Linked DNA regions of Sus scrofa: region 2 is linked to region 1. A link is a contact called in public promoter capture Hi-C data. All regions are on one chromosome and are shown on one strand. Each heading gives the region's core, a stretch centred on a gene start, on an enhancer-like site or on the middle of the called end of the contact. The rest is flanking DNA. Distances are from core to core; before and after follow the strand shown. Region 1 overlaps OSBPL1A (oxysterol-binding protein-related protein 1). Region 2 holds the start of IMPACT (protein IMPACT).

The links. Promoter capture Hi-C pulls out the DNA fragments that hold promoters and counts their contacts.
Region 2: a contact with region 1 is called in a promoter capture Hi-C map of liver, with 2.1 times the contacts expected there. The contact joins the promoter of IMPACT here to the enhancer-like site in region 1. A contact is called at or near these places in 1 of 5 promoter capture datasets (liver), 24 of 47 Hi-C or Micro-C datasets (adipose tissue, alveolar macrophages, blood and 14 more) and 2 of 2 datasets of contacts at active chromatin or transcription factors (alveolar macrophages and skeletal muscle).

Annotation. Positions count from the first base shown.
Region 1 is chr6:109,180,380-109,184,626 of Sscrofa11.1, reverse strand. The region is part of intron 4 of OSBPL1A (oxysterol-binding protein-related protein 1); the gene reads left to right. Among named protein-coding and RNA genes, the nearest start is that of IMPACT, 53 kb to the left of the region's middle. Within about 2 kb of position 2,051, at least 3 of the 83 cell types and tissues checked have an H3K27ac peak or open chromatin away from gene starts, as enhancers often do. A contact at or near this core is called in fetal liver and liver, where this site is marked.
Region 2 is chr6:109,233,709-109,237,955 of Sscrofa11.1, reverse strand. IMPACT (protein IMPACT) reads right to left here and starts at 2,366. Exons shown (of 11, transcript XM_005665327.3): 1 at 2,217-2,366; 2 at 765-893. The coding sequence starts at 2,252. The region is part of intron 1 of OSBPL1A (oxysterol-binding protein-related protein 1); the gene reads left to right.

The sequences.
Region 1 (4,247 bases), core at 802-3,301:
GTTCTAATTCTGATTTTTAACATCTATAATAAGTTTAAATATGAGTACAGTCAATATAGTAAATAACTGGATTGAAGTACTGACCTTTGTTCCACTTAGTATCTTCTAGCAGAGTGAGAATACATCTAAAATCGATGCTTCCAGAGTTCTCATTGTGGCTCAGCAGAATTAGAACCCAACTGATAGCCATGAAGATACAGATTTGATCCCTGGCCTCACTTAGTGGGGTAAGGATCCAGTGTTGCTGTGAGCTGCAGTGTGGGTCAAAGATGCAGCTCAGATCTGGAGTTGCTGTGGTGTAGGCCAGTGATTATAGCTCTGATTCGACCCCTAGCCTGGGAACTTCCATATGCTATAGGTGTGGCCTTAAAAAAAAAAAAAAAAAAAAAAAAGAAGAAGAAGAAGAAAAAAGAAGAAAAATCTGTGTTTCCTATGTTCTTTATCTCTCACCTGGCACCTTGAGAATACATGTCATGCTGGGGTTTAAATGAGTTTATCTGTCTTGTTCCCTAGGATACAGTTTCTCATGCGCATATATCAATGCCGGCTTATGAGTCAGGCACTGTCCAAATAATTTGACATATACTGTTTCATTTAATGGAACATGATATCCCTGAAATATAGGCATACACATCACTGAGGAAGCAGATTGAGGTGGAGGTTAGTGTGCAACAGGCTTATCCGAGTGCAGAGAGGGCACACCTGTGGAAGGATGATGGGCAGCAGCTGGAGGCAAGTCTATGCTCTCACATGGGATGCTCTCCTGAATCATCTTGCTCATCTACCATCTGTGCTAAGTCCCCCCTCCCCTTGGCTAGCACATCTAGTCTTTGGTCTTTGGAGCTTACCTGGTGGTATGACTCAGGCCCTCTACCCCAGAGGTCTCAGTCCCTAGTTATCAAGCCCTTCTCAGTCTGGGGTTGTTATACTTGGCCACTTACTGTCAAAATTGAACAAGAGAACACTGGGAGACGCTTAAGTGTATCATTTGCACACCATAGTTCTCCATGCTCCTATTGGGTATGGTCCTCCTCTATTCTGATGCTCAAGTTTAATTACCTCTGCTAAGCCGGTGACTCTTCTTGCCTGCTGGTCCTTTGACACAGGAGCCAGGTGTTCAGACATCCTTTCTCATCTGGCGTATCCATCTGAGCACTGTTCCTAGGTGTGGAATCTGCTGCCCCCAGTAGAAGCCAGCCAGGTGTGGGGCTTCCTTCTGCTTCAGGAAGTACAAGTTCTTTACTTCAGGGATAGTGTCCTGACATTACCCAGACTCCCAAACCCCTGAGGATTTACTGATGTGACAAATCCCCTGAATTGTAAGGCTTCCCACCCTGTATCATACTAAGGCTTTCAGCATTCTAGCCTCTTCTTGTTCATCTGGTTCTCTTAACATGACATCATTGATGATGTGGCCCAGGGTGACATTCTGCAAAATGCCCAAATGGCTCTGAGGCAGAACTGTGAGTGTAAATGTGTACTGTTGTCCGTGTGAATGGAGACTGTCTTGCGTTTTTTCTTCCGAATAAGGATAGAAAAGAATGCATCGGCCAGGTCAGTTACTGTATACTATGTGCCTAGGGAGTATTAACTTGCTCGAGCGAAGATATCATATTTGGCAGAGTGGCTAGAATTGGGATGTTTGGTTGAGTTAGTGGGGATCGACTGTCATCCTCCAAATTCCTTCTGGTTTTTGTCAGGGTGGTAAATTAAATGGAAATATTGTAGAGACCATCAGCTCTCCATTCTCAGGTTTTTAAAGGTGGCACTGATTTCTGTCATTCCTCCCTGTGTGGGGTATCGTTCTTTTTGTTTTGACCAGGTGCATGGTGTGCAGAAGTTCCCAGGCCAGGGATCAAACCCGGGGCCACAGAAGTGACAGTGCTGAATCCTTAACCACTAGGCCACCAGGGAACTCCCAGATACTGGTTTTTATTTATCCTGGCCAGGGTATGGGGGAGGGCAGATTTAGAGCCTCCATTTGGGTCTTTTATACTATGGACCAAAGAGACAATGTGAGCTCTGGCCAGCAACTGAACATGTGTATTCTAAGTACACATTGAGGAACTGGGGAAATGTCCTCTGGGTGTGTTTGTGGACCCAGTGCAAACTCTGAGCTTAGCCCAGGTTTCATTTATTATCCTATCCCTCTGTATGCCTGCTTTCTAACAGAGGGGCTAGATAACACTTTGAGTCTCTTGGCATCTTATACTTAATAATTTGTGAAATATGTGGGTTTTTCCCCTTCCCTCAGTATAGAGTTACCAGAGTAAATGGCCTTTGGTCCCTTTGGGGATGGTGTGAGAGATTCGTGACTGTATGTTTGCTTTGGTGTTGAGATTGTTCCCTCCCAGGATCTGGCCTTTCCTTCAATTCATAGTGTTAAGCCCAAAATTGTCTCAGGACCAGAAACTGGACAAGGTATCATGACTTTTATTGGGGCAGCTGTCTTTGGCTTCTGACCATAATTGATTGCTTTTTTTTTTTTTTTTTTTTTTAAATTGGCTTTTTAGGGCCTTACCTGTGGCATGTGGAAGTTCCCAGGCAAGGGACCCAGTTGGAGCTGTAGCTACTGGGCTACACCACAGCCACAGCAATGCCAGATCCGAGCCATGTCTGCGACCTACACCACAGTTTATGGCAATGCCAGATCCTTAACCGGATCCACTGAGCAAGGCCGGGGATCGAACCCACATTCTGATGGATCCTAGTCAGGCTCATTAACCACTGAGCTGCGATGGGAACTCCATCGTCATTGATTCCTTTTGATCATACAAATTGAGTTGTATTTGGACAGTTCCAGCAGTAAAGTCAAAACAGTGGTCCCCATTACAAATGTCACAATGCCCCAAATGCCATTGCAGAGAATTGAAAAGGGTTTTGAATAAGCAGACATATTGGATTGTAGATCATATCGGGTAATTTTGTGCCATGAGAGGACCTAGAGGATTCATTATTTACCAAAGCACTGAGAAATTGCTGGTGGGAGAGGCCCTAGAATCACTGAGAAACTTAGTAAGTTTCCTTGTCCTCCGAGGTCTGGGGCTGCCATTAGGAAATGCCGTTGCAGACCTGCTTCACTGGTAGGAGTCGGGGTGGGGGCATGTGATAGGACCTCGAAACAGTAGAGGCTTGGAGATGGCACCTAAATGTCTGAAGCCAGGTGGCTGCAATTACAGAAATTACGGAGTGAGTTCAGAGGGTCAAGGTCAGGAGGACTGACCTGCAGAGAGTCAGGGAAATGGTTAACAGAACACAGCATTCCTGAGGGCAAAGGACTTGAGCAAATGGTAGCAGATGGTACTTTCATCATCTTTTGTTTCCTTTTTATTTTTTATTTATTTTTTTTTCTGGATTCAGAAAGTACAGCTTCATATAAATTCTTGAATAACTTATTACTCATTTGTTGGATTGATAGCGCCCCATAACCATTGGGTGCTCGGTTCTGTTTCTTCTCCCCTTCCCCCTCCTCATTCCACCTCCCCATGCCCCTCCATTTTTTTTCTTTTAGTGTTTGGCTCATTTCTCTTGACTCGTCTACAGGTTTATTGATTCTTTCCTCAGCTGTGCTCAGAGTTCTACTGATGAGACCATTGAAGGCGTTCTTTATCTTATTTCTAGCATCTTCCTTTGACTTTTTCTTACAGTTTCCACTGCTTAATGTAATGAAATTCTCCATCTTACCATGTATGTTGTCCACCTTTTCCACTAGACTTTTTTTTTTTTTTGGTCTTTTTAGGGCCCCACCCATGGCATATGGAAGTTCCCAGACTAAGGGCCAGATTGGAGCTGTAGCCACAGCAACTCGGGATCTGAGCCATGTATGCAACCTACACCGCATATCACAACAATACCAGATCCTTAACCCACTGAATGGGGCCAGGGATCGAACCTGCATCCTCATAGATACTAGTCAGGTTCATTACCGCTGAGCCGTGACAGGAACTCTTCCACTAAACTTTTTAACATAAAGTTTTCTGTCTGATCATTTAAACATCTTGGTCATTTCTTTATCATTCTCTCGATCTGTTGTCTCTTGACAGTGGTTTTTCTTCTTGCTTTTTGTGTGTCTGATAATTTTTTTGTAGAATGTTAAATATTATGTGTAAGACAGAATCAGAGGTAAATAGTATAGGCATACTTACATTATTGTACTTTGCTTTATTGCACTTCAGACAGTATGTTTTTTTACAGATTTAAGTTTTAGGGCAACCCATTGAGCAAGTCATTTTTTTCCAGCCATTTTT
Region 2 (4,247 bases), core at 1,117-3,616, 53 kb before region 1:
GGGAAGACAAAGATAAAAGGAAAAAAAAACTAAAATATGGGCATTATACTCTAACCCCATATGAATAGAGTGGCATTATAACATGTTCCAAATATTTTTCTTAGAAAAAACAAGCTGTATTAAAGTGTAGTTGATTTACAATGTGTGCCAAGAAAAAAAATTTTTTTAAATCCTGCTAAACACATTAAATACATTAAACAGCTAACACTTAATAGAGAACCACACACGTTTCTTTTCAAATCAGTATCAATAAAAACAAATATTGACAAAAACTCAATTTGGAATCTTTTACTTCCAATAGGCTGTCATCAAATAATAAGGATTAAAACAAAGCCACAGCTGATTTTTTTCACTTATTTACCCTCACCACAAAGGAATACCAATTAACAAAAAAACAATTCATATCTACTCTATGAACCTTCTAAATAACTAACCTATTCTTCCTCTTAAATGTTAGCCATCTTCCTCGGTTTCTTATTAAATGAACAGCATAATGAAAGGAAGAGAAACTCAAGTCTGACAATGGTACATTAAGAATGCTTAAATATATAAAAGAATTGTGATAGGAAAGATTGAGGCTATCAATAAAGTATTACTTAAGAATGATCTGAGATTTAATTACCCATATGTTTGGATCACCAGTCATCAACAAAAGCCACAACAAAAAAACACAATCCAGAATTAAGTCACACAAGAATAATCATTAGAGGAATACAACAGTAGAGTCAATACTGTAACTGGAAAATGGTTGTAGAGGAATATACCTGCAAGCAAAGTGTCCACTTGGGGTCATCTATATCGTCGCTAATTCTAATACAAAATATTTTGGCACAGTCATCAATGACACACCATTCTTCGCCATATATAGCTGCCATTGCTTCAATTTCCTCATTCTGTAAGAGGTCAATGGGGAAAAAGTCAAAGAATGCACACATACCTTATCTGTTTTTCTTACTGCTTTTTAAGGCATTTGCATTTAATATCACTAGTTTGGATGAAGGATCCCTGACTGAAAGATGTCAAACATTCTTAGCACCTGGTAGCCACCTTCTACTCTCTGGGTACCAGCCTTGCACTGTATCACTGTGCTTCTGACCACTACTGAGCCAAAATATACATGCACTCCCATACCCGGTAATGAGATTCACAAGTGAAAAGATAAACACTATCCTCTCTGCTCCACCTTCTCTTTTTAAGAAGAAACCGCCACCTCCCCATTCCCCAGTAGTATTTCTGCATATTACATTAGTTCTATACTCCTGGAACTACTTCTTTGTTTTTGTTTTGAATTTGGGCACTTGGCTGGGTGTTGTTTTGGTTTTTTGGTAATCAAATCCCCCCAAACATTTCAGAAATTACTCTTTTGGTTTCGGGTTTAAAAAAAAAAAAGAGTTCCCAGCACAGCTCAGGGGTAATGAATCTGACTAGCATCCATCAGGACGCAGGTTCAATCCCTGGCCTCCTTCAGTCGGTTAAGGTGCTGGCCTTGTCCTGAGCTGTGGTGTGGAAGCAGACTCCGCTCCAATCTGGCCTTGTTGTGGCTGTGGTGTAGGCCAGCATCTACAGTTCCCTTTGGACCCATAGCCGGGGAAATCTCCATATGCCCCAGGTGCGCGAGTGCCGCCCTAAATAAATCAATAAAAATAATTAATTAAAATAAACGTATCTAAACGTAAAAATGGGAAGCAAAGTATACACTCAACTCCATATCATCTCATTTTATCCTCATAGCCCCGTAGTAAAAGCTTTAAGAGCTCTCACTTCAGCCATGCGCTGGGGAAAGCTCAAAGCCACAAGTAGATTCAGGGGGTCCTCAGGAGACCTCAGGGTTTGTGTTATTATTGCCCGTTTTGCAAAATCAGAAACGGGGTTAGGTGGCCTGCCCAAGGTGACCCGGCGAGGACAGGGCGGGGAGCAGAAACTCGGGTTTCTGCTTCCTGGGCCCAGAGCTGCTCAGTCGCGTGCTGATGGTTGACGATAACACCATCCCAGGCAGGCCAAGCCTGCCGACGCCTGGCAGCAGCCGGCCAGAGCGCGATCGGCTGACAGCAAGCGCCAGAAATGGGACGCGGCAGAACGAACCGCGCGGCCGCCAGCCCTGGCGGTGCGGGCGAGACCCGGGGCGGCCCCGGGCAGGGGCCCCTTGGCGAAGGAGGCTCGGGACTGCGAGGCAAGGCCGAGATGAGCCTGGAGGTCGGCGCCCGCCGGGGCCTCACCTGCCTCTGGTCGCTCCCTGCGTCCCCCTCAGCCATGTGGCCCCGGGAACGGCCTGGCGGTCACCACCTGCCCAGGTCCGGAGCGCGGGGGCGGGGCGCTGCGGCTGCAAGCGGAGCGCGGGTTGCTGCGCGGCCCGACCCGGAACCGCAACCCCGACACGCAGTGGGACCCGCATCTGCTTCCGGGTTGTTGGTCAGGTTGGGCGAGGGGCTCCCCGCGCCCGGGCTTCCCACTCTGGCTTCGCGCCCGCTTGTCCTTGTCTCTTCGGCCCGGCCGTGGCGAAGCTGTTCTGCCCGAGTAGCGGCAGGAGGCCTTCTCGGCTCTGCTCCTGAAACTCGCCGGGGCTGGGGGCTTCTCGCCCCTGCCGGCCTCGGCGCCATCGGAACTCCCGCGGAGACACTGGGGACTCAGGTTCTCCGCAGTCCACAGCCCGAGACTCATCATTGCATTTCAAGGCAGGGGGTTTGGGTTTTGTTTTTACGTGTTTTAAGATATTTTGTCTGATTTGGTCAAGGGTCACTTTGATTTACCAAAAAGCAGTAGAGCAGGAGAGGGACAGAAGGCAGTTCTGAAAGCGGGCAGGAAAGCTTACCCACTCGCTGTTGTGTTGTGATTATTTTCTTTGGGGTTCTTAGACATTTCGTCTGGGAGCAACTTTTGTTCAAAACACTAGTTACTCCTGTCAACATAAAGGTCATTGTTTCACTATCCAGAAAATTTGAATAAGTTTGTGTCGTTTCAACCCTGCCCCCAACACATATAATTCCAGTACATTGGTTGGAACTTAACATTGGTCACCTTATTTGAGACTCCTAAATCAAGTCACTTAATGTCTTACTCGAGAGGCATTTTGTCCCCTCTTGCCTCACTTTCTTCACACACACAGACTCAAAATATTACAGCTTTCCTCTCTCCTGACTTCCTTAATCATGGGCATGTTTTATTTACCTGTTAAAATACTCCTCTAAGTGGACGGTACCTGTAAAGAATTCCACCCAAGTTACTTTGAAGGGATCTTCATATAAGCCTTGTGGATTTATTAATTCAACAGCTATTTAATGGGTTCTCATTGTGCTAAACTTTGGAAATGCAGATTTCGATGTCATGCATTGCCTTTAAGAAAGACAGGGGAACAAAAGTAAATCAATATTTAAATCGACTGGAATTGCGTCCTGTTAGAAGCACAGAGAAGGGCCATCTGTTTAAAATTTTATCAGGCTTTGTGTTCCCAAGAATGTTTGAACGGAGTTACAGAAGAACGGGTAGAGGTTAGCTAATTGAAGAAGGAAGGAGATTGTTTGAGATGGAGAAAAAAATATTGATAGAGAAACTGGCCCATTTAAGTAACTTCATGCATTTCATTGCTTCTGACATCACAGCTGTCAACTTCCTCTTGTCACATGGCTTGCATAATCCCTTCATGATTATCTCCCTAAGTCTGCACATGTGCACTCATTTGGGTCCCAAGAGAGGGCCTGGAGGACTTTAGCCCATTGTCATGTCTATAACATTCCCTCCCTTCAATTTTTTGGTTGGACAGGGTATTTTTATCTTGAGCAGAAAGCATTTTAAGCCCCTCCTTCCAACCAAGTAAGGCACCATGGTACACGAACAGCCAGTCCACCACAGGATTTCTCTTCTTGGTAAGCAATTAGCTTAGAAGTGCTGAGAGGTTTGGCTACTGTACATCTCCACGTTGCCCGAAGCTTTCTGCAGTTATCCTAATGCTACCTTGATGTCCATCTGTTGTTAAACAGCTTTTTTCTCACGTCTTACAGCTTCTGTTGCATAAAGTAGTGGTTTTCACCCTTTAAAAAAAAAAAAAAAGCCATAGAATTCTTCCTTCAGTGAAAGCTTATGTAAAACAGATTAGGTTGTTCTGGCTGAAATAGTTGGGCTAAAGTCCCAACTACTTAGCAGCCCTTCCTCCTGGTGGCCCCTCAGACTTTCAACCCAGATTTGAAAACTACCATGTTAAAATGTAACAGAAAACAATGCACAGCCCAACTTAATCTTCTAAACAAAGCATA